Linked DNA regions of Danio rerio: region 2 is linked to region 1. A link is a contact called in public Micro-C data. All regions are on one chromosome and are shown on one strand. Each heading gives the region's core, a stretch centred on a gene start, on an enhancer-like site or on the middle of the called end of the contact. The rest is flanking DNA. Distances are from core to core; before and after follow the strand shown. Region 1 overlaps pdlim4 (PDZ and LIM domain 4). Region 2 overlaps pdlim4 (PDZ and LIM domain 4).

What was found. Hi-C and Micro-C count contacts between places; a contact is called where the count stands out from the background.
Region 2: a Micro-C map of caudal fin shows a contact between it and region 1, with 2.0 times the contacts expected there. The contact joins two enhancer-like sites. A contact is called at or near these places in 2 of 18 Hi-C or Micro-C datasets (caudal fin and an unstated tissue).

The regions. Positions count from the first base shown.
Region 1 is chr21:47,485,577-47,489,935 of GRCz12tu, forward strand. It overlaps pdlim4 (PDZ and LIM domain 4), which reads right to left. Exons shown (of 7, transcript NM_001042696.2): 7 at 1,386-2,142. The coding sequence ends at 1,938. All of the region lies in intron 2 of LOC141379926 (a long non-coding RNA gene), which reads left to right. Among named protein-coding and RNA genes, the nearest start is that of dkc1, 37 kb to the left of the region's middle. Within about 2 kb of position 1,710, at least 6 of the 62 cell types and tissues checked have an H3K27ac peak or open chromatin away from gene starts, as enhancers often do.
Region 2 is chr21:47,523,302-47,527,662 of GRCz12tu, forward strand. The region is part of intron 2 of pdlim4 (PDZ and LIM domain 4); the gene reads right to left. Among named protein-coding and RNA genes, the nearest start is that of pdlim4, 25 kb to the right of the region's middle. Within about 2 kb of position 1,645, at least 33 of the 62 cell types and tissues checked have an H3K27ac peak or open chromatin away from gene starts, as enhancers often do.

The sequences.
Region 1 (4,359 bases), core at 460-2,959:
CAGTGATGAGACTTTAGTCTAAGCAAAATCAGACCTTACTGTCCTAATTACATAATTAAAAATCAAGGCATGATCATATTTTATTGTGCTCAAATAAGTGTAATCAAGAGGCCTTTGCCTTTCATATAAGCCACTTCTGATGCCAAATTATCAACTAGAAGTCAACTTATTATTTGTTGTTTTTAAAACTTGACAGGGAACAAGACTTTTGTCTAGTAGTGTACCTATAAATATAAATAAGCAGCACATTAGGAGTTTATTGATGCAAGAGTCCTAGTGCATGGTTTATTAATAATAAGAACTGTACTTTAAAGTAAAGTTTGACCAAAGATCCTCTTTAAATCGTTGTTTCAGCATGGCAGAAGTTCATGTGAATGAGAAAACCGTTTCATTTGAAAACATTTTTGACACATTTATGAAAGCAGTTATGTGTCGAAATTCACATGCAGTTGAAGTCAGAATTATTAGCCCCCTTTTTATTATTTTAAAAATATTTTTTCTAATATTTCCCAAATTATGTTTAACAGAGCAAGGAAATTTTCACAGTATGTCTGATAATATTTTTTCTTCTGCAGAAAGTCTGATTTGTTTTATTTCGGCTAGAATAAAAGCAGTTTGAATTTTTTAAACACCATTTTAAGGTCAATATTTTTAGCCCCTTTAAACTATATGTTTTTCCACTAGTCTACAGAACAAACCATCGTTATACAATAACTTGCCTAATAACCCTAGATAACCTAAATAACCTAGCTAAGCCTTTAAATGTCACTTTAAGCTGTATAGAAGTGTCTTGAAGAATATCTAGTCAAATATTATTTACTGTCATCATGACAAAGATAAAATAAAGATTATTAACTCATTATTACTCAATACTCATCTCATTATTAGAGATGAGTTATTAAAACTATTATGATTAGAAATGTGTAAATCTGCTCTCCGTTAAACAGAAATTGGAGAAAAAAATAAACGGGGGGGGGCGAAAAATTCTGACTTCAACTGTACGTGCACATCTCCTGTTTTAAGGGATAGTTCACCCCAAAATTCAATTTGCTCGCTTTTTTACTTTCCCTCAAGTGCTTTATAAAACCTATTCGAGTTTCCTTATTCTACACCAGTGGTGCTCAACCCTGTTCCTGGAGATCGACCTTCCTGCACAGTTCAGCTCCAACCTGATCCATTATTTAGGACCTGAACTGCACTTGATAATTACAGGCAGGTGTGTTTAATACGGGTTGCAACTGAAATCTGCAGGAAGGTCTATCTCCAGGAACCGGGTTGGTCACGCCTGTTCTACACAATATGTTGAAGACAGCTGGAAACATTGATCGACATAGCACTATTGAAGTCAATGGAAATAGTTCTCCAGCATTTTTCAAAGTATTTTCTTTTGCGTTCTACAGGATAAAGAAACTTCTGAAGGTTTGAAACTAGTAAAAGGTGAGTAAATGATGATTGTTCATTTTAGGGTGAACTGTCCCTTTAAATCTGATCAAGCCAAGTTTTCCATTCTTACACTCTTTACGACAAATATAAAGTTGGATGTTATAATGAAAGCCAGATCATCTACTAAAATACAAACCAAACAGAATAAACACACCGGCTTGAACTCTCTGAGTAAATGAATGCCGTCTCCACATTTTCCACATTCTTCTGCGGCCGTCCTGAGCACCTCAGTTCACCGCAGAGAAATAACCGAGGTGAACAGATGTTCCTGTCAGAAGTGTGTTTCTACTCTGTCATCTCGAAATGTCTTCTGCTGTGTAAGAATGTTAGAAAGGACCCGTCCTAAATGTGCTGCTGACCTAGAAAACTGCAGGTTAACAAACTACAGAGACTGAAAAAAAAAGCTTCAGTTTGTTATTCTCATTTCCACCTCGCCGGAGTCCTCCAGGAAAAGCTGTGTGTGGGTGTGTTTTAGAAAGTGTGTGTGTGTGTGTTTAGACCAGTTCCACTTTAGAGTTGGGATAAACGGCCACTACGTCGTAGCCCTCAGGAGGCTGGACGCGGGCCTTGGCGTGGGTCTCACAATACAGATTGTCATCGATGAAGAAATATCCTCTCTGCTTCAGGTTGAGGCCGCAGTCGTCACACATGAAGCAGTCGGGGTGGTAGAGCTTGTCTCGGGCCTTCACGATGACTCCCCTGTGTCAACACAAACATTAAAGGGCTTTTAGAGTCTGCGTGAGCCGGAAGCTGTGCTTTATTTTCATATTGTGTTGCAGTTCCTTGAGAAACGGAATGTTAAATGAGAAAACAGTGGGCGTGGCTTGTTTTTTCTACTGCGAGCTGATTGGATGTAGTAAAGTAGGCATTTCATTCAGAAAGATGTGGAACAGGGTTTGGGAAAAGTTATTTGTAACGGAGCAAAGAAGTGTGTTAAATTAATGCCTAAGTGGGGACAGCGCCCTCTAGAGTGTGCGTGGTGTAATAAGCGCGTGGAGTAGAGATCGCCCACATCAGAGTTACCGTAGCATTGCTGTGGGTAAGTCGCGCGTCGCATGTGGAAAATGACCATTAATAAGTGTTTAAAGCACATAAATATTAGCTTTAATGTGACTAAATGTTTCAATGAATATGTTGGGACACTGTTGAGTTGTGTTTGGCGTCGACTGTGTTACTCAATCTTGAGTTTATAACGTGTTTATATAACGAGGCCTGATTGTAATCAATTTGTCTTGTGTTTCATATAGAAGTGGTCATTTTCTTTACGAACCAGCAACTATTTGCACGCGCTGTCTGTCTCCATTGTACAGGTATGTGTTAAATGTTATTCATTAATTGTTTGTAATTCTTTTTTTATTTCTCATTCAAAACGAGTTGCTAAAAGTCTCCACTAGGTGGGGAAGTTTCCTTACTTTTGGAGTTGAATTGTATCGCTCTGTGTTACTCAGTGATTGTACATTGAGAATTGTGATTCAGTGATTTGTCATATAAAATTCAAAGTGTGTTATGTTTTTCATATTCAACCTGTTGAAATTTACACTATACGATCACAAAATTAAAAATAATTCATTGGTATATAAAAAAGAAGAAAAAAAATGTATAAAACAGAGCAGAGTTACCGAAGCTTTGCTGTGGAAGTGGTTATTCTCTATGGATAGTTTCCATTGTACATTGTACAAAAGACAGCCCAGGCTAGACTGTCACATTGGTGCCGTGACCCGGAATGGAAGTGAGGTTTAGGGGGGTGAGTGTAGCAGAGGCCAGCTAGTAAGTGCTGTGCAGGTAAACCTCACTCCTCTGACCTCTAAAGGTGCTCAAGCGACAGACGCTAGAGGCCATGGTCTTTAGCCTTCTTGATAGAGCAACCAACCCCCATGCGGAAGGGAGCGGGTTGGATGGTGTAGGACCGGCGGGTTTACATTAGTGCCGTGACCCGGATAGGAATAAGGTTTAGGAGGTGAGTTTGACGGAAGCCAGCTAGTGAAGTGCTGTGCAGGTAAACCTCACTCCTCTAATATGTGCACTTGCGACAGTCACTAGAGGCCATGGTCTTTAGCCTCCTTGTTAGAGCAACTGAGTCCCATGCGGAAGGTTGCCGGTTCGATCCCAGCTTGGAGCGGATTGGGTGCAGTAAGACTGACAGGGTTACATATAACACACCTTACACCTCAGATAGACCTAATCTGACAATTTAACTGAAATTAAACAGGCAGTGCATTTTCAGATTAAGATTTTAGATTACAAGGGCAAACTGACCCGAGCCTACATACAAAGCACAAAGATACAGCTCTGGACAAATTTCATGTGAAGGTGATGGTTGATTGGATTTATCACTAATCCATTTCCTGTTATCAATCTCTATGATCAGGTTCATATTTGTAGGCTGTGATATCTGTCGAAACCTGTACAATGAGCACACTGTTTCAGTGTAACTTTACCACATGACCTCAGCGTTTGCTCATCCGCCGGTGGGAAAGTGCCAGGAGTGACTTACAGTAATATCTGATCACATGTGCTGAGGGAGAAAGCACAGGCCGCTGCAGGTCTGCCTTTGTTTAAAGTCTAAATGAAATCAAAATGTGCTCTTATTTTTATACATGTGTCGGTGCACTTCATTATTTTGTACAAAAAAATTATTTGACCTCAGAATATATTATCAAATATACTAAACTTCTCTCCCCCGCGAAACAACTTCACTTCTGGTCACATGGAGTGCCTTTAAGGCGGAGCTATCAGTAATTTAGGGCGGGGCTGTTAGTCCTTTAGGGTGGTGCTATCAGTAATTTAGTACAGGGATATCATTAATTTAGTGTGGGGCTATCAGTAATTTAAGACAGGGATATCCTTAATTTAGGGTGGGACTATGAGTAATTTATGGCAGGGCTATCAGTCCTTTAGGGCACAGCTATTAGGAAT
Region 2 (4,361 bases), core at 395-2,894, 38 kb after region 1:
AAATGTTGCGGTATGATCAAGGAGCATTTGCTGTGCCCCAGTAACACGAAACAGATGTATAATATTTGCATCTGAGGTTTTCGGGCTTCATTCATTCATTAAAAAAGGATCAAAAGCACTGTCTAGGTTTCTTTCGTTTTTTTTTTAATGAAATGCTGCGCATGATAGACTTTCTGATTGTGTATTATACAAAAAAATTATAATAATTCTGGCCTGATGGATGCTTTAGGGCTGGGAGATGTGGCGGCATACAGAAGGCAAAATTATCCGTTTTAATACAGTTAAAGTCATTCGCCCTCCTGTGATTGACCAGCCCACCACCTTCTCTAAACCCAACCGATAGTATTTTCTAAAGCACCAATTGACCAGCCCACCACCTTCTCTAAACCCAACCGATAGTATTTTCTAAAGCACCAATTGACCAGCCCACAACCTTCTCTAAACCCAACCGATAGTGTTTTCAAAAGCATCAATTGACCAGCCCACCACCTTCTCTAAACCCAATTGATGGTGTTTTCAAAAGCATCAATTGACCAGCCCACCACCTTCTCTAAACCCAATTGATGGTGTTTTCAAAAGCATCAATTGACCAGCCCACCACCTTCTTTAAACCCAATTGATGGTGTTTTCAAAAGCATCAATTGACCAGCCCACCACCTTCTCTAAACCCAACCGATAGTGTTTTCAAAAGCATCAATTGACCAGCCCACCACCTTCTTTAAACCCAATTGATGGTGTTTTCAAAAGCATCAATTGACCAGCCCACCACCTTCTTTAAACCCAACCGATGGTGTTTTCAAAAGCACCAATTGACCAGCCCACCACCTTCTCTAAACCCAACCGATAGTGTTTTCAAAAGCAGTCCAGAAAAAGAAAAGCCCCCGCGGCTGCCTTTTTTTTCAGATCTTACCACGTTTGACCATGTTATTTACTTGTTTATTTAATTTTTTTGTATTTTGTTTTTGTTTGTTGTCGGCTCTCTGAAACTGGACTCGAACCCCATCCTCCCGGTCAACTCCTTTCTGCATCTCAAGTCTGCCAACGTTTGTGGCGAGCATACATGAACCTTTTGCTGTTTGCGTCTTCGGTTTCATTCTATAACACTGGACTTATTTTTCTATGAAGGTTTGAACTTTGAGAGTGTTGAAATAAGAGAAAAGTGTGAAAATGTTAATGCCTGTCAGAGAAAAGTGTATAGAGTGTGTAGTGACGGGTTTTAAAGCAGTTAGACATCTATAATAATTGTAAACAATAAAGCGGACTACTTTGCAGATTTCACCTATTGTAACTCCCGCATTTAACGAGGGACCACTGTACTGATATTTTGGTCAGGATCTGTTCTGACGGCAGACATGTTTGCCTTTCTAAACTACATTTTGACTTCAGACTCTTAAAGGATGTTTGGCAAGTGCTGCGCAAACCTCTCTTCAATGACATCATCCCAGCGTCTCTTTCAAGCTGGCTTTTCAGCTGTCAAGAGATGGTAAACGTAGCTCTTCCCTCTTTTTGTTTCCTCCTCTAAGCTTTCAAATCCTCAGCACAATTCTTCATTCATGCGTCATTGTCCACTAAGCACTCAGTCCTGCCCTGTTTTCTCTTCGCCTTAATTCCTCCCTTTTTTATTTTCTCCGCTCCCCTGCACTTTCATGACCCAGGTCTTATGACTCACTGCGCTGTAAGTCGCTGGCCCAGCAGGCTCTTTCCGACAGCTCCATGACTTGTGGAAACAAATCTTTGTCATACGCGCTTTTCCAGAGCGCAACTTTCCTTAAAGAGAAAGGAGAAGGAGGCTTGGGAAATACGGAGAGATTCCCAGCAGCTGTTTTGCTGCGTTCCCGGTGGCTTGAGGATGTGCCAGGGTGAGTTTGTGTGACGTTACATCGTTTTTTTTTGTCCATTGCTGACTCAAGAGGTCAACCAGGAACACATCCGGTATATCCAGTAACCCGATCTCTGCTGCATCCCATTGACAGCTTATATTACACCCCACAAGCAAGGCTGGATGGTATGACACACATCTTATATCAGGAAATAAGTCACCTCATATCCTGATAGTGATTTATTTTTATATATATTATTTTAATATGGGTTGCCATCTCCAGGTTGGAGGAAAGCTCTGACCCCAGGTGGAGGAGTTCAGGTATCTTGGAGTTGTGTTTACGAGTGAGGGATGGATCGTGAGGTTGACAGGCGGATTGGTGCAGCGGCAGCAGTAATGCGGTCGATGTATCAGTCCGTTGTGGTAAAGAAGGAGCTGAGCTGAAAGGCAAAGCTCTCGATTTACCGTTCAATCTTTGTTTCTACTCTCATCTATGGTTATTAACTTTGGGTCATGACCCCAAGATCTCAGATACAAGCGGCTGAAATGAGTTTCCTTCACAGGGTGGAAAGGGCGCACCCTTATAGATAGGGTGAGGAGCTCTGACACCCGGGAGGAGCTTTGAGTAGAGCCGCTGCTCTTCCACATTGAGAGAAGTCAGCTGAGTTGGCTCGGGCATCTGTTTTGCATGCCTCCTAGACGCCTACCTAGAGAGGTGTTCCAGGCATGTCCTACCGGGAGGAGGCCTCGGGGAAGACCCAGGACATGCTGGAGAGACTTTGGGCCCTATCATACACCCGAAGCAAGGCACAACGCAAATGTTGTTTGCTAGTTTCAGCTCGACGCAAGTGTCGTTTTGACGTTTTGCAGCACGCCGTTTAAATAGCAAATGCATTTGCGCCCATAAGCAGTCTGGTCTAAAAAAGGAGGTGTGTTAAGGCGCATTGCTGGTGCGTTGCTATTTCGAGGATCTAAAATAGACTGTACCATAGATCAGCTTAGAGCAGGTCTAAAGTCCAGTGCAGAACGCTTTAGTTGTGCACCTCACTTAAACATTGGGTAACTCTTTATAATAACTACACACTATAAATCTTTTATTAAGCTTTAGCATCTAGTGAATTCATTATCTGTATCTACTCATTAACTCTACATTAATAAACGTTAGTAAGCAGTTTATAACTTCAGCTACAAATGCTGTATTCTTGACTTATAAGCACCTATATAATGTGTTTAATAATTGTACTTTCATACTTAGTTTATGATTTATTTTTCATTTCTAAATTAAGTAACGCTTTATTTACAGACCAGTTATTTAAGAGTATTTGAGGGTTTTTAGGATAATTCAGAATGAGTTAGTAAATGATTAATAAACTATTGAAATCAACATTTATATATTGTATTATTCAGGCATATACTAATAGTTAACTAATATGTTAATAAATGCTTTATTAACTAAACTTCATGCAGTTTTGTGTCCTAATCTAAAGTGAGGACTATTAATGCTTTATAAATCCCTTATAAATGACTTTGCAATCTTTTCTATAAAGTTAAATGACTGTAAAGTTTAAACATTGCTGAATAACAGGAGTGTCAAAATACGACATAAAACTGGATAAAACAACAACAACAATATAATAATTTGACAATATAATAAGATGCAATGTTTAAGCTCTACAGTGAGTTTATTTTAGATAAGCGTGCAAAGATTTATTTTACATTTGAAGTACAGTTTCATTTGTGTATCTTTAAATGAACAGGAATGAATAATGTCATTTTTCCTGTTTAGAATTTAACTGAGCCTTTATTTGTCATTTATAAGGGATTTATAAAGCATAAATAGTCCTCACTTTAGATTAGGTCACAAACTAGATGAAGTTGAGTTAATAAAGCATTTATTAACATACATAGTAACCATGAATATATGCCTGAATAATAAGATATATAAATGTTGATTTCAATAGTTTATTAATCATTTATTAACTCTTTCTGAATGATCCTAAAAACCCTAAAATACTCTTAAATACAAATGGTTTGTAATTAAAGCGATACTTAATTTAGTAATGAAAAATAAATCATTAACTAAGCATAAAAGTACAATTATTAAGCACATAATAAATATGTTTGTAAGTCAAGAATACAGCATTTGTAGCTGCATACTAATGTTTATTAATGTAGAGTTAATGCTTAACAGATAATGAATTCACTTTTTACTGATGCTTAATAAATAATTTATAGTGTGTAGTTATTATGAAGTGTTACCAAAAGAACAAAAGGAATAAAATACTACAAAAATTATTATTTCCTACATCAATATAAAAAGCACTGCCTTCATGCCTTCTTCATCTCGGGGGGCTTTTTCATTTTATTATTATTATTATTTTCTTTTGTATAATGTTATTATTAGTAGCAGTATTATTTATTATCTGCATATTTATAATTGTTTTATTAAAAACAAGCTTAGATTTGCTCACCTGTCAGGTTTTAGCCCATATTGGGCACAGCATGTGTGTTTGGATTTAACTGAATGTAGAAATAGTTTTGA